Regions from separate parts of the Mus musculus genome. Here region 2 is linked to region 1. A link is a contact called in public HiChIP or PLAC-seq data. All regions are on one chromosome and are shown on one strand. The core of a region is the stretch at or near the end of the contact, and the rest is flanking DNA. Distances in the headings are between cores, read along the strand shown.

Region 1 (7,781 bases), core at 3,029-5,528:
TGTCATCCACTTCAACACCATCATAGCGAACACACATGGCATAGGTGGACATGACTCCTAGATTCGGGGAAAGGGAAGGGTCTGTAAACTGTGTGGTTAACAGGGAATACCTTGGACACCAACAGATATAGGGTGAGCCTTGTGGTCTTGGAATGGGTCACATGATCACTCCAAGCTCTGCTTCTTGGGTTGGGGGTGGTGAAATGCTAGAGTGGGGAGCAGGAAAGCTCTGTGGGATCAGACCTCTTTCTTTGCCCAGCCCCTCCAGCCCAGCCCAGGCATCTAGCTCACCTGCCACAAACCTAGATGGTCTTCCAGAGGCAGAGTCTGTTAAAGCCAGATACCCTAAGCGCATTTGTCTGATGGAGACCATTTATGGCAGATGAGCAGGCAAGCAGGTGAAAAACCAAATCATGGCAGCAAAACAGCCCTGCCCCCAAACATCAGATTAGGGGCCTCAGCTCTTATTGAGGGTCTCCCAACCAGCACCTCCAAATGCCTTTAACTATTTGTGTGGCTTTTTCTGGGATTCCTGAATTCTAAAATACCAAGAGAATATGAAGGGTCACGCGCGTACGTACACACACACACACACACACACACACACACACACACACACACACATACACACAAAACCATACCTCCTCTCCTTCCTCCCTCAGGCTGCTTCCTGCACATCAGAGAAAGCCTGCACATGGGCTCCCTAAAGGGTGAGCATTCCCTACTCTGGAGCAAGGTATGCCAGGATTTTGCTCTGCTGGAGAAAGCCACAGTGGCACTGTATGTGAAAGAAGATCTTGGGGGTTTTCAATGGTTCTACCTGTCCAGAGATGTCAGAGCCTCGGCACCCTCTGCTGCTCCAGACCCCAACCCCAAACAGAACCATGGAGTCCGAGGAGAACCCATATATGTGTTTTGTTTTGTTTTTATTCCATGAGGGCCAAGCCAGGCTGCAACGACTGGTTCCTCCCCTGCCAGCACTAGGCTGTGCAGCCATCAGCCTGCTGGGGGAGGTCAGCAGCTTCCTGGCCAGGCTTGTTTGGAACATTTCAGGCCTCAGAGACACTAGCTCTGGGACTCAGGGACATACAGACAGGCTGGGGACTTGTGCAGCTGCCCCAAGTACCTGGCTATGCTTTGGTTTGTCATCATGGAATGGAAACACATGGGAGAAAATCCAGGTCCCACCTAGCAGAGCCACCAGAGTTGTCATGGCCCCATTGCTCATGCCCAGAATGGGAAATTTCCAGAAAGGCTACAAGATCAAAATGTAACTTTTCTGGGCACCTCTTCCTTACATCTGTCTTGAGTGTGAAGCTTCTTAAAACTTCTTGACCGCAGAGCCCTTGCCTTGAGCTGAAGTGTGCTTTAAGCCCTGAGACATGAAATAGCCAAGACCAGCTATCCCTCCTCAGTAACAATCCTACCTGTCCCCTTAGCTCCTGGGAAGCTATGCTGTGCTTTGGGGGACTGAGGGACAGTCTAGAAGTTATACCCTGAGTCCCAAGTCGAGTCCAAGACCACCTGACCACATTGCTGTTCCAAAAGGACAAACCTAAGATCTTTACCATGGCTGGGGGTTCAGGGTACAGAGAAGGCAGGCCCTACAGCCCAGCACACCCTCAAAAGCAGATCTCAGCATTGGAGAAGGAGAAGAGAAGTGGGTGCAATCATGATTCTCTACAGAACATCTGCAGACATTGTGTGCATTCACATCTGGAAAATCCCACACCCTGGCCTCTCCTCTTCAGCATGGCTACAGTTTTACATAGCAAATTTAAGCTCTGGGAACAGCGAGGTCTTCCAGACAGCTAGTGATGTTAGGGCAGAAGGTGTTGAGGCAGTGAATTGTCCACAGTGTGGACTCCATGTCACTCAGATGGGTCAGTGCCTCTTAAGGTCACAGAGCCTCTCTCCTTCTGACACTTTTGTCTGAGACAAAGCTCATCCCTTCCCAGTATCACACCTGTCCTATTTCCTTTCTTCCTGTTTCTGCTCTGGGCTGTGGGACGCACAGAACATCCCTGCTCCTTGACCTGGGTACATCTAAGTGTTGAAAGACAATGGTGTCATGTTCTCCCTGAAGACATCACTTACCGGGGCTCATTCATCAAGCACCTTGCCACCAGGGCTACCTCAACCTGGAGACATCTCAAGTGTTGTCACCTCTCCAGCCTCCAGAAAGTTCTCATAGTCACAGCACATGGTAGGTCCCACAGCCAGGATGGCTAGAAGGACCATGGGCTAGCATGCCCATACACAGTTTCAACAGGTTTCAAGAGCAGAGGCCACACAGCTGCTAAAATGTTTGGTCCTGACAAGCCATCCCTGTGAAAGACGGGTCTCAGGGTTCATCTGTCTGCTGGAGCCAGTGGACTGGCTGCTCCTGGGCTAGGACCAGCTTCAGCCTTACCTCAGAATCCCACAGCAGGGCTGCAGAAATGGCATTCACTGGACGAATTTGGACCAGGCAGATGGTGCCTTTCCATTTATCCCACAAGAACCTTTGCCATGGTACAATGTAGTCGTGGGCAGAGGTCAGTAGCAATTTCCCGAGAGACTGGGGTATGATATGGGGTATGGTGTTTGTTTGCTTCCAATTTGTTAGGAACAGGGCAGCGTTGTGTGTTTTCAGTCAGGGCCAGTATGCAGTATGAGCAAAACCGCAGAGTGAAGATGCCCATCTCTACTCTGAAAAGCCCCTCTCCTGAGGTGTCAGAGAATAATTAGGGCTAACCAGTGAGGCCTGGACCTGATTGTCACCTAACAGGTCATGAGATCAAGGATGCTTTTGTGATCTCTCCCCGACTCCTGCCATCCCACCCTACCTCCCAGATCAAGCTAGGCAAGCTCTTTGGGGGTGGCTTGGGACTTCACATGAATGCGGGAGTCTCCAGCTAAGCCCGATCACCATAAAGGCAGGCTCAGAGGAGGTGTCCCCGTGGTCCCAGCCTCAGTACCTGTGGTGCATGTGGCACTGCAGGGCTCATGGGATGAGAGCTTCCACCGGTACATGTCAGCTGGGCTCACACCTTGCTTGCGTGCCTTGGGTCTGGTCCTGAAACACGGTCAAACAGAGCGTGGTGAGAAAGCTGGGTGCTTATAGGCTTAGTCTGCCTCTAAGACACACTCCCCTTAAAGACACATTTTCCTGGGCTCCAGCAAGTACCCTCCATGTAAACCAGGGCTCCACCCTTTGGAACAGAAAAGGAGACATACATGTTGGCCATGAGCAGACGTGGGTACTTCTCATTTCAGGTACTAGAGACTCTGCATTGAGGCACCCTGTTCTTTCAGAGGAACGCTGAGCAATGGGGAACTCACCAGTGTTCTAACTGCTCTTTCAACATCCACCAGCTTCTCACTCCGTCTTCTCGCACACGCTAGCAGATTCCTTCTTCCCACCCCAGAAGGAATCTCAGAAAGCCCTTAGGGCCTGAGCGCTTCCAGAATTTTCCCCAGCTGCCTCCCTCAGTTGGGTTTCTGATGAATGGGGACACCAGCCACTCAGCTTCCAAATTTCAAACTCACAAAGCCCAGCTGCAGGAGGGAGAGTGGCCTCGTCCCCACACTGCATTGCAGCTCAGGTCCACGATGGCTGCACAGGCCAGCTGACGGGAAGAGGCACGCTGGGGGCTGGCCAGCTAACAGCTCTGGTTCTTGGCCAGAAGCCAAGTATTGTTAGGACTGTTAGCTTCTTTGAACCAGCCTCAACACCCTCTGTGCAGGCTATGCGGGACTCTGCAGGGGGAGGAAGCCGCTGCTGCACTGTTATCTCCACCCAGGTTATCTGCTTCAAGACCTGGCCACTCAAATAAGAACACAGTCTCTGAGTCTCATAACCCCTGGGAGCCAAGAAGAGCAGTTGAGGAGGCAGCCCATCACTATCACCATCACCATCACCATCACCACAGCTCCCTTGGGCTGCATAGCCCAGCTCTTCTTTCTTTGGAACTAAAAGGGGCTACCTAAGGGCGGTGCAGTACCACCTTTCACAGGACTTAAATGGACCAGACTCTTTCCTGGGGACCACAGTCACTCGAGAACTGTGGATGTTATAGGCCATTACATTCTAAAAGCCATTCAGTGTGAATCTATGGTAGAGACATCTGTAAGGACTGTTAGTCAAGTGGGTAAGAATTGCGCCTGCATTTGGCTCAGATTGGCTCTTGTCTCCCGAGAGAGTGCTCTGGAGACGAACACTACCCTGCTGTCCTGATAGCACGTCACGCTCTGAGAACCCAGGAAATGATCTACCCACAGGAGCCTCAGTCATGAGTTTACTGATGTGACTCCATGAATTCTCAAGGGGAGGGTGGGGGCAGGAAAGGAGGGAGGCTAGGGCCTGGGCCACCTCTCCTGGGCCTCAAACTGGTCCTTAAGCCAGGCTCTGTGCAGGGAAAGCTCTGCCTTCTTCTCTGCTTATAAACAAAGCTTCAACACTGAGGGGAGGGGAAGGGCGTCTCAAAGCAAAAGATCCTAGCCCTGAGCTCCCAGTGGGACCCACTCACAGCACCAACTGAGGGTGGGCCAAACCCCTCAGGGGGAGAAAACTGGGGAGAAGAGTTTATCCTTTAAGGCTCGACCCAGATAACACTGGAGCTGCCTGGGCCCCTGACACTGCCTTGAGCAGCCTTAAATTCCTCCCAAAAAAACAAAAAGAGAGAAGATGTGCTTGGTGTGGAAGCCTCCATCTTTATATAATTACACACTTCTCAGCCACAGCCTGCATGACTCATCCCTGACTCAAGAGCTAGCCGCCAGGTTCAAAATAACCCTTTGGATTTTAAGCTCTAAAGGTATTTCTGGAGGGGCTGTCTACACCCACTCTCCGGCACGTGTGGGGTGCTGGGTGCTGCTTAGATCACAGTGCGTACCTATCAGGTTTTCTTGCTGGAAGGTGCACCAAAAGTGCCACACCCTGGAAACCATCACCACCCCAATATGGAAGAGCCCTTTCCTCAGCGGTGATGGTTTCTGAGACACCGGTGGCCACTTTTCTGGGTTCTTGCCCAGTGCCTGGCGGGACACAGGCTCCTGAAATCCCCAGAGAGCAGAGCTCTGAAATGACTGTTTGTTTATAAATGAACCAGAAATTCTCTTCCTACCACCCTCCAGGCTTCAGAGTGTGCCTTTGCATCCCAGACGCCTGATCCCAAAGTGTCTGGTGACAGCCCCTCCCGGGATTGTTTGAAGCCTCTCTAGAAGATGAAAATAGCCCTTCCTTTCTAGGCTGTCCCTTTGATTTCACCGGCTCCCGGAGCAGACTTGACTTCCTATGTTTGGACAACACTCGGAGATGTGGCTATTTCGGCTTGGTAGTTTCCCCCATGGCCTCCCTCAGCCCATTATCTCCCCAGACCATCTTTGGTCCCCACCAGCAGCATCCTTTGATGGCAGTCGGTTGGGCATCTCACTGAGCTGCACTTTTCTGAGTGCTGACAACCTGTTTTAATGACTTGACTCTAGGAATCCAGTCTGTCCCACAGGGCTAAGGGGGCAAGGGAAAGAACAGATGGACGCTTTGGAATGTGGCTTAGGGATTCTGGACTATGTGGCTGCTAGTCCCTTCTCAGCTCCTTCCCAAGAGCCTAACACTCATGGTAGTTGTGAGCACTCCCTGCTCTATGCATAAAAAACGTTGAGTCCATCCCAGCATCAGAAGTCTGTTAGCAACATGGTTCCCATTTAGGACATTTAGATCTGGGGACATTTGGACTGTCAACCTTTTAGAAAGATACGTAACAATCCAGACTCACAACCTCATGTCAGATTCACTTACCCGTGCTTTCCCACTTATCTCCAGGCTCCTGGCCCTTCTAGCTAGATCCCTCTACAATGACTCCTACTCCATAGGGCAGTAAGATAGGGCAAGGAGAAGTGCCTCTTACCTTGCCTTGTGAGTCCTGTTCCCAGCCAAGTTGGGGGGGCTGGCACTGGTGTTGGGGAATGGGGCCTCAGAGGAGGTGTTGATCCTGTCACTGCTCAGCTCCAGGTAAGACCCATTGATCAAGTAGGCAGCAGGCCCCTCATTCTCCTCATAATCCACATAGAGGCTCTCAGCTGGGGAGCTTCTGGGAGCACCCTGGGCAAAGATGCTATTCATGGTCTCATTGAGTGAGAACTCTTCTGATTCAGAGCCTGTGCCCAAGAGCTGGTCGGAGATGGTGTTGGCTGAGAGAAGCTCGTGGGAGGTGAAATGGGCACTGATCTCCCGGTCATCCTTGTCCGCGGAGAAAGCTCTCCCAGTGGCATTGTGGTCTGCAGAGAGACAGGTGTTTCAACAGCCATGCTGCTCTTGTGTTGATTGTCCCTCCTACTCCCACACATTCCTGTGTGTGACAGGTGAGTTACATGAACAGGATGAATTCATGGGGCAGGGAAAAAGCAGGAGTCCCCAGATTCTTCTCCATAAGACACCAATATCATCGAATGATAGGAAACCCAATGATCACTGCAGACGGTTTGGCAGTGTCCCCAAAGCCCAGGCTCGGCTGGAAGTTCTGCATCAGATCTGGTTTGGAAAGAGGATCTTTATAGGCTCATGAAATAATATAACCTGGATTTAGGTTGAATCTTAAATGACTGGTGCGTGGCTAGGAAGAGAGAACACAGACACGTAAACCTCAAAAAGTCCAGCACAGGAAAGAAGTATGTGTGAGGCAACACACCCAGGACCCCCAGCAACATCCATTAGGCCCAGTGCTACCCAAGTGAGCCACAGGGTAGAAGAGCTGGCAGATCACTTCCTCTCTCTAAGCCCATCTCTTCCATCAGACTCAGACAGCCATATATGGTTCACCCTCAGCAAATGTGGGGTCTGCATCCTAAGAATCAGAGGGTGAAGGGTCCAAATATTTTGAAAAAGAATTTCATGCTGTCTGGGTCTGGTGGCGTACAGCTTTAATCCTAGCACTGGGAAGGCAAAGGCAGAGACAGATGGATGTCTTATGAATTTGAGACCAGTCTGGTTTACACAGCAAGTTCTAGTCTCACAGAAGGAGGAGAAGGAAGGGGAAGAGGAGGAGAAGAAAGAGAAGAAGGAGGAGGAGGAGGAGGAGGAGGAGGAGGAAGACTTATATCTATATTAAGCAGATTTTGACAGTTAATATTGATTGTCAACTTAACAGGCTCTAGAGTCACCAAGGCGACAAGCTTTCTACACTTGTCTATGAGGAGTTATCTAGATTAGGTCAATTGAGACAGTGAACACCAGCTTCCTTTCTCTCCCTCTGCTTCCTGACTGCAGGTGCAACGTGACCCACTGCCTTAAGCTCCTGCCGCCATGATGGAAAGTATCTCCTGGGATTGGGAGCCAAAATAAAACCTCCCCTCCTTCCTGGGGTTGCTTAGTCGGCATTTTGTCAAATCAACGAGAGAAGTATCTAACCCACTGATATACCAGTTCCATCCTGTGTCACCTTGCATTGACTTAAAGTCAATTGCTACCCACAGTACACACACACTGCATCTAGTACTGGGGTCAGCTCTGATGATCAATGCAGGTTCTCTGCAAACACAGCACAGTATACAGGGATTTGAGTAGCTAAGAAGCTGAGAATTTGGGTGTTCAAGAGCACCCTATAGCCAATCTGCAGAACTATGGCTGTATAGCTCTGACTTCACACTCTGCCTGCCCAGAGAGATGTGCAAGCAACTGAAATTCTCCTTAGCCTCTTCTGCAGACTTCAAAGAAGACCAACACTTCTCACTTGAGGCCTCTGCCCCTGCGGAGCCCAGGCCTTTCCCATACCCACTCTTCCTCTTTCTCACCTTGGAAA
Region 2 (7,781 bases), core at 2,437-4,936, 110 kb before region 1:
AGATCTGTGCTGGTGACACACATGCCTGCAGCGGGGCAAGGACACTGTTAGGCATGTTCTGTCCTCTCTACTTGGCCATCTCTAGGGTTTTTTTTTTTTTTTTTTTTTTTTGTGGAGAGATGTGGAGGGCTATCAGTTGGAGAATGAGATTCCTGCCCACAAAAGGGCCAGACATCCTGGGACCAGGCTGGAACCTGTCAGCAAATAAACAGAGTGGCGCTGAGTGCTAAGGAGGATGCTGCCAGCGGGAGCGGGTGATAAAGGCCGCCACGTGGGCTGCACTCCACCTCCCCTCTGGAAGCTGCACCAGGGTTCAGGAAGTGGGGTGGGGGTTCTCTGTCTAGCTTGTTTCCTGCCTCATTAATGCAAAGCTGCTTGCTGGGACCAGAGAGGGTAGGTGCTCTGAAAGAGTAGTGGGGTGGGGTCCTAGGACATGGCAGCCTCCAGACCTTCAGACTCTCTAGCTTGGGTTGTTCATGAGGGCATCCTGGTGGCATTTGTGTTGGTATATTCAGCATCCAGAGTCCAGTTTTGATCAGGGCTGGGTTCTGCTGTGTGGAGGAAAGGAAAGCCGTGTCCCGCTTCCACTGTGCCGAGGCTTGGCACAGCCTCAGCCTGTGTGTGGTTTGGATGTTCGTGGAGGGAAGACCAGGTGGGAATATATCCCCTCCTGTCAAGATCAGCATCCTCCCACCACTAGCAGGACCACCGTGGGGTCGGGTGGGGGGAGCAGCGTGGGGTTCCCAACTCCAGCTGCTTCCTCCCATGGGACCCTGTCCTGGCCATGGCTGCCTCCCAGCCCTCCCAGGCTGCCCGGGAATCTTCACCTGGGGCCTGGGAGTTAGGCCAGGGCCCAGGCTGAGCTGACACAGCTCATATTGCCCAGGGTCACGGGCAGGCCAAGCCCCAAAGTAAGTGTCTGGTCTGGGGATCATGTATTCACTGGCTACTCGTGCCTCTGCCAAGCTGACTTATGGTGGCATAAGATACATATGAAATAATGCCCATGGCCTGGCTCACAGTATAGGCCTGCCATCCCAGCTGTGCAGACACCAAGGCAGAAGAACTGAACGTTCAAGATCAGCCTGGTCAACTTAGTAAGAGCCTGCCTCAAAATAACAAGTAAACAGAGAGCTGTGCTGTAGCTCAGTGGTAGAGTGCTTGTCTGGCGTGTGTGAAAGCCCAGGTTCAACTCCAGCGTTATAAAAAACAAGCAGGAGGAAGAAAGAAAGAAAGAAAGAAAGAAAGAAAGAAAGAAAGAAAGAAAGAAAGAAAGAAAGGAGAAAGAAAGGAAAGAAAGAAAGAAAGAAAGGAAAGAGAGAGAGAGAAAGAGAGAGAGAGAGAAAAAGAAAGAAAGAAAGAGCCACAAACACCAGCATTCTGTTTCCAACCATAGCTGTGCAGCAAAGGCTGGGTACCCAGTCCAACTCAGACCTCACTTCCGTAGCACATCCTTGGGACACAACCTTGACCTCACTCGGCCTTGCTTCTTTCAGCTCTGGAATAGGGTTGTGGTCCAGAGCCCATGGCATGATTACATAAAGATGGCCTTCTCCATGTGGCAAAGACACACTGACCAGCACAGGTCACCAAACGCTTGGCTGTGTTGTAAAATATGAGAAAACTCAAGAAAGCTCAGCCATCCATCCCTAGAGGCTGGTGTGTCTACTTCATGACAACATCTGCCTGTTTGTAACTGTGCCAGGCCTGTTCTCTGCACAATGGCCGTGGTCCTCACATCGCTCTGTTCTCTAGTTGTGCTTGTTCTTTGCCCACTCCCCTGCCTTAGTGGTAACCACGTTCAAACATCATGGGGTCCATGTCTTCTCTTGGAAGCAGCCTAGCGGCAGATGTCTTTGTACACGGTGCTATGAGTTTTCTGTCCAGAGAAAGGAACTGGTAAGTGAACCCACTGAGTCAGACAGCCTGCCCTACCCGCTTATTCTTGGCCACACCCCTTTCCAGTGCTGTCCTACATCTGGCAGGAGAGGAGAAGACTGTGCTCTCAAGACCAGGGTTCTTGTCTTGGGGAGACTGATTGTGCAGTGAGCTGGGAAGCCCAGAATCCTGCAGATCCCTGAGGATTACATGCCTAGGAGAACATGGTACATGAGAGAGCATCCAACATGGGACGACTCTGGGTCCTATTTCAACCAGCTGGTCACACAGTGGGGCTATCAGATGGATGGGCCCATGTCTTTGAGGCCAGACATTGGCAATGCCTCGTCAAAGCTGGCTCCCTGGCAGTTTCTGCCAATGTACCTCCTGGTACCGTGTACATATGGCACCAGTGTGGACCATCAGAGTTCTAGTGTTTGGATCTGAACCCTTGGTGTATTCCTATTGTACAGCTGCCCCACCCCCCAGCAGCCCCTCCCCTGGCTCTAGAATGAATTCCAGATGTGTTGGCTAAAAGCACCTGTGGGACTGGGCCAGACCTAGTGATGAGAAGGAAGGTGCAGCCCGCTCTCTGTGAGTGCATCCCCACCCATAGGCTCAAGGGAGCTTGCAGCTGCAGCTCAGGGCAGTGGAGAATGGCTGCCACTGCCCAGGGGATGGACTGAGAGTCCCTGGAAGTGCTCACAGGGAGGATTGGGCCTTTGTTAAGTTTGACGTGGAGATGCCAGTGTCTTGTTGCCCAGCTGCCAGCAACCATGAGCCTGGGGGCCACTTCCCTGAGAAGATGAGCTAGTCTCATAATGTATGGTTCACTATAACACAAGAAAAGTCTGCCGTGGGGTAGATTTGAAACACCCAGAAACACTTGACGCCTGGTCCTGAGCACAGCTAGCTATTCTCGCTTATCCTGCTTCCTCAGAGATCATGGCCACACAGTTGGGAGGATCTCTGAGGACAGGGCTTGCCAGGTCATTGAACAGAGCTCCAGGGACATGCAGGCTAGAGTAGGAGTGGAGGCACAGGCTGCAGCTGAGGTTACGTAAGACTGTGCCCTGCCAGGGACTCCTGTCCCAGTGACCCCACCTTCTCCCAAGGGCCTGAAAGAGGGTTAGGCCAAAGAGAACAAGACTGTTCCGGTGGCGTCCATGCTATGGTTTGGGCTGACCTGGAAAGTTGTCTCTCAGTGTGGCTCAGGACACACACCTCAGTGGCTTAAGCCTCTCCATAACTTAGCCAACAATAAGTGACAGTTTAGCCTCTGGTGGCACTTCAAGCTGTAGAGGCTGGCTGGTCACTGCCCTGACCCCAGAGGTGGGGCACACAGGCAAGTGGGGGAGGGAACAGGGAGCTGGGCAACAGATATGAAAGGGTAGTATATACCAACACTTCTGCGCTACCCTGACCCTCAGAACAGGGAGGTAGATGTTGGCCTGTTGGCCTGGAGTCTTATGCCTGTCTTCTTGGGCCTCAGTTTCCTCGGCAACAGTACAAAGTCTAGACAATGTCAAAAGTGCTTTGTGGTGCGTCACATATATCTGCTCAAATACTGAATCCTCTTGGAATCCAGGGGAAATTTCATATTCTAAGTGATATCTTGTGCTGGCTTAAAACTGTGTTGACAAACTGTCCATCAGCATGTGGAGGCTCTGGGGCCAGAACATGGAGCCAGGCCACGTATTTATAGATCAGTTGGCGTCTAGCCCACCAGCTGCAGGAGAGGAATGTGTGTGTCTGCGTAGTCAGCAAATGCCAGGTCGAGCAGAGACGTGAGCAATGACTTTGGTGAGCGCCAAGTTCCGCAGACCCTGTCCTGTGGACCAAGGCCCAGGACCCTGCTGTGGCTGCCAGGTTCCACTCATGACAGGACCTGGTCAGAGATGCCCAGCCACACGCACTGACTTTTGCAATAGCACTTCTCTGAGATGCCTTTGCTTGGGCCAGACATCTACAGTCTTTGGATTCCTAGAGGAAGAAGAGGGCTGGGGAAAGTGAGTGTCCACTCAGCAGCCAACAGACCAGCTGCCTTTGCTCCTCACATAGTTGCCTCAAGGCCAGCGAGATTCCCCAGCGGGGAAGAGCTTTCCCGGCGAGTCTCCCAGAGCTCAGCTCAGCCAGTACTGGGTCAGACATGGTGTTCTCGGCACCTCCGGCACCTCCGCTGAGGACACCCTGCCCCCAAGTAGAGAACAGGCCCCTCTTAGCAAACCAGCAAGCTCCAGGCTGGGAGTCATCACAAGGCATAACAATAAAGCAATTTCCCTCTGAAAATTAATTTCAAATCAGGAGGAAATTGGATTTCTTTCCTGGCAGTGAAGAAGCCCTAGCTTGTCGCTGCTGTGGCTCCATTTGCCCAGGATAGAACAGGCTCACACCGCATGCATTTGATAAACCATGGAGTCCCAGCGAGAATGCATTCACGTAGAGTACAGCTGCCTAGAAACTTGGGCTGTGAGGCCAGCACAGATCTGCTCATCCCTTCCTTAGACAGCCATAGAATGTTCTGCTCTAATTCTGTGCCGCAGCCAAGAGAGATACGGCATCCGCAGTCTGGGCATGTGTTCCCTGCCACTATTCAAGCTGTCAGTGGAGGATAAAATGATTGCCAGAAAAATGTAGGAACACAGCGTGGCTGGAATGAGGTGGGGTCACCCTGTGTGACCTCAGTGTGTGATGACTTTAGAACTAATTTGGGAGTGGCGTACGTCTTTTCTCCCCAGGTTTCTGTGACCCACTGCTCTTGTCTGGATGCAGGCACATTTACCAGGTACTCGGATTTAAGGATCTCAGGTCAGAGCTGCTACAACAGGGGTTTCCTCAGAGGAATGACTGGTTCTCCTCAGGCCAGAGGGATGGACCCCAGGGCCAGCAACTGTGGGTGAGACGTCAGGCAGTGTGGGCTAAGTACTGTCTGCTTATGCCCATTTCTAGAAGATTGGATTATAATCATTATGGCCATCATCACCACCATATTATACCATCACATAACCGGTCCCACAAACATTGCCACCCAAACCATTACCACTGTCACTTTCTCATCACGGTGATTGACACCATCATCTCTACAGTCACCAATACCGCTTTTATCATTACCATAGCCACCATCAACACCATTATCCTTGTCACCATTACTACCACCACCAATGCCTTTGTCATTACTATTACCACATCTTTATCACAACCACTGCCACCACCGCCATTAGTGCTACTGACATCACTATCACCACCACCATTGCCGTTATCATTATTACCACCACCGCTGCCATCATCTCTAATACTATTCCCACCATCACCATCATCATCGTCACCCCTCCACCAATACCTCTATTACTGCCACCATCATCAGCCTTACTACCAACAGCATTATGATAGTGTTGATTATTATGATGGCCGTTGTCTTTCTCACCACCACAAGCACCATCACCATCACCACTACCAACGCCATTACCACCCCACACCCATCATCACCATGACCACCACCATCACCATGACCACCACCACCAGCACCATCCCTGTGAGCACACTGGTACCATCATCATGAGAATCACGACCATCCTTACCTCCCACCCTGCGAGCCTCCAAGCCAGACATGTGCACTGGGTCAAGTCCTGTCCCTGGCTAGTGTGCTTACACTTCGAGTATCTTGGCTGTCTCCTGAGGGATAGGATGAACTTTCCTCAGTTCTGCCACCAGCTTCCTTCCCCTCTCCTGTGAGTTTGGGCCTCTGGGAGGGTCCTTATTTATTTAAGAATGACTGAGTTCAGAGCATATACTTACTGTGCTGTGGGACAGTGTGACTGTAAAGGCCTAGGCAGGACGTGTCTTCTCGAGACCCCACTCTGGCACATGTTCAGGGAATTTCCCAGGAATGGCTTGGCCTTCCCTGTCCTGACACCACCAGGGTCTTCAAACTGCAGCTGAGGCTAGGCTGAGTGCAATTCTGAACCTCTCCATACATGGCGTGAAGTTCAGAAGTGTACCAGATGTGGGGTCGAATCCCCCAACCCTGTGAATGGAGTTCCAGATCCTTCTCTTACCAAAGATGTCAACACTCAAGAGTAGAGGTGTGTCTTTCCGAGCTGGCCTCAGATTTTGCATCTGGGACTATGAGGACGGATCCTGTTCTGCTACCAAAGTCTTTGCGTCTGCTTTGGTGCTTATCCAGCTTATAGAACCAGGGTTATCAGTAGGCTATCTGCTCAGTCATGAGTCACCTGAGAGCAGCCTGCTGGCTAACGTTTACACCAGGAGGATTGGTACAGGTTATAGGACATTTCTCCCTCCCAGCACCTCACAGACACATGCCTCCATGTGACTTTGAACAAGTGGGTTCCTCCCTTGCCCGTATTTCAGGGTGATTGTGACATGTAGGAACCCTGGGAGGCAAAGGCTGTTTCTCTGCAGTTTTGCTGGCAGAAGCTGAGACTCAAAGGCCAGGTCTCAAAGGGGAGAACCATGAAGACTAATTCAAAGCATTGTCTGTGCCATCCTACGATTTTGGCCCTATGGTATCTGTGCTGGTAGGGTGGCTGACTCTTCATCTATCCTATGTCAGCTGACTTCCAAGAGGGCCGGACAGTGTCTCTGAACTGCAAAGGTTAGAATCCTGGGACTATGTTTTTGACCCAATGGGATGTTTGAAGGCAGGTGATCATCGTGGAATGGGGACTCAGAGCCTTGCTCTGCCCTGGGTTTGACATTTGTGTCCAATTCAGTGATACTGTCTACGATAAAGCAGATATGGCCAAACCTCCACTGTGAAAATCCCTGGGCTGGTGGTCTGGAAGCTTTGCTAGTAAATTCTGGGCTCTCGCCTTGCTGGGCTGAGCTGAGTCTGTCGACCACTGGGGGGCTGTTAGGCGTCCAGCAAGGACATGGTGCTGGATGGCAGATAAGATGAAGTCTCTTTTACCCATTCTAATGAGCAACTGTTACCACTTGGATGGTCACAGGGAATGGACAGAACTCTCCTCTCAGGACATCCAGGACCTTCCAGGAGAAGAGGATCCTGGGTGCTTTGTCCTAGCTGGGGCGAGAGAGCATCACCTCCGACCGAGTTATGACAGCTGCTCCTTCATTTGCAGTGCTTAGTCTGTACACTGCTACCAGGTGGCTAACTCTAGAGCACCATCCCTGCATGGGGACAGGAATTCTTTGCAGCCTCACCCTCATGGGTCTAATTCAAAGTGCCCATTTCCCAGCAGGAGGCAGAGCTGGCCTTGGACAGGATGTTTTGCCTGGACACCTTAGGCTGGCCTGCCTGGCCATCAGAGTCTGGGCTCTCTCTATTTCTGTTCAGCAGTGCATCCTCCCAAAATAACCCAAGTCCTGAACCTGTGCTCAGCTTGGTGAGTGTTCAGTCACTTAGGAGTGGGCTTCTGGGTGACAGGCATGCTAGGGATATTCCTTGGGGTCTAATTAAAGATGCTGTGCTTTGAGGTGATCTGGTGAGACTGGTGGTCCCTCAGGACAGCCCTCCCTTGCCATTCACTCCCCAGGGCTGTGCCCTTCTCAACATTTCCTAGGCAGGGATTTGGGTTTCTGATCATGCAGTTTTCTTTCACTGTCTTCAGTCCTAGAGAATCCCCCACCACTGTCCTTAATTAATTTTAAGAACTATATAGAACACACGAAATTGACATATTAATGAGGCTCCATATAATGGTGGAGTTCTTTGGTGGTGGGGTACTGTGTAGCAGAGAGGTACCATGTGGTGGTTTATACTGCATGGTAGTGAGGTTCCGTGTGGTAGTGGGGTACCATGTAGTGGCGGGGTACTGTGTGGTGATGTGGTACCCCTTGTGGTGAGGGGTGCTGCTATGATAGAGTACTGGGGTGCTGGGGTTCTGTGAGGTGGTTTAAGACCACGGTAAGTTCTGTGGCAG

What was found. HiChIP or PLAC-seq counts read pairs in DNA pulled down with a chosen protein or histone mark.
Region 2: an H3K27ac HiChIP or PLAC-seq map of heart atrium shows a contact between it and region 1, with 8 read pairs. The contact joins two enhancer-like sites. A contact is called at or near these places in 3 of 39 promoter capture datasets (cranial neural crest, embryonic stem cells and maxillary cranial neural crest), 3 of 484 Hi-C or Micro-C datasets (bone marrow-derived macrophages, cardiomyocytes and liver), 7 of 115 datasets of contacts at active chromatin or transcription factors (the 230-238 cell line, CD8 T cells, T-cell acute lymphoblastic leukemia and 4 more) and 3 of 9 other capture datasets (adipose tissue, liver and pancreatic islet).

What each region holds. Positions count from the first base shown.
Region 1 is chr2:27,093,883-27,101,663 of GRCm38.p6, reverse strand. It overlaps Adamtsl2 (ADAMTS-like 2), which reads right to left. Exons shown (of 19, transcript NM_029981.2): 10 at 7,774-7,781; 11 at 5,892-6,261; 12 at 2,961-3,058; 13 at 1-57. Gm36882 (a long non-coding RNA gene) reads left to right here. Exons shown (of 2, transcript XR_374186.3): 2 at 663-905. Among named protein-coding and RNA genes, the nearest start is that of Gm36882, 5.0 kb to the left of the region's middle. Within about 2 kb of position 4,278, at least 122 of the 459 cell types and tissues checked have an H3K27ac peak or open chromatin away from gene starts, as enhancers often do. A contact at or near this core is called in VIP interneurons, adipose tissue and heart atrium, where this site is marked.
Region 2 is chr2:27,202,511-27,210,291 of GRCm38.p6, reverse strand. All of the region lies in intron 17 of Sardh (sarcosine dehydrogenase), which reads left to right. Among named protein-coding and RNA genes, the nearest start is that of Dbh, 41 kb to the right of the region's middle. Within about 2 kb of position 3,686, at least 57 of the 459 cell types and tissues checked have an H3K27ac peak or open chromatin away from gene starts, as enhancers often do. A contact at or near this core is called in VIP interneurons, adipose tissue and heart atrium, where this site is marked.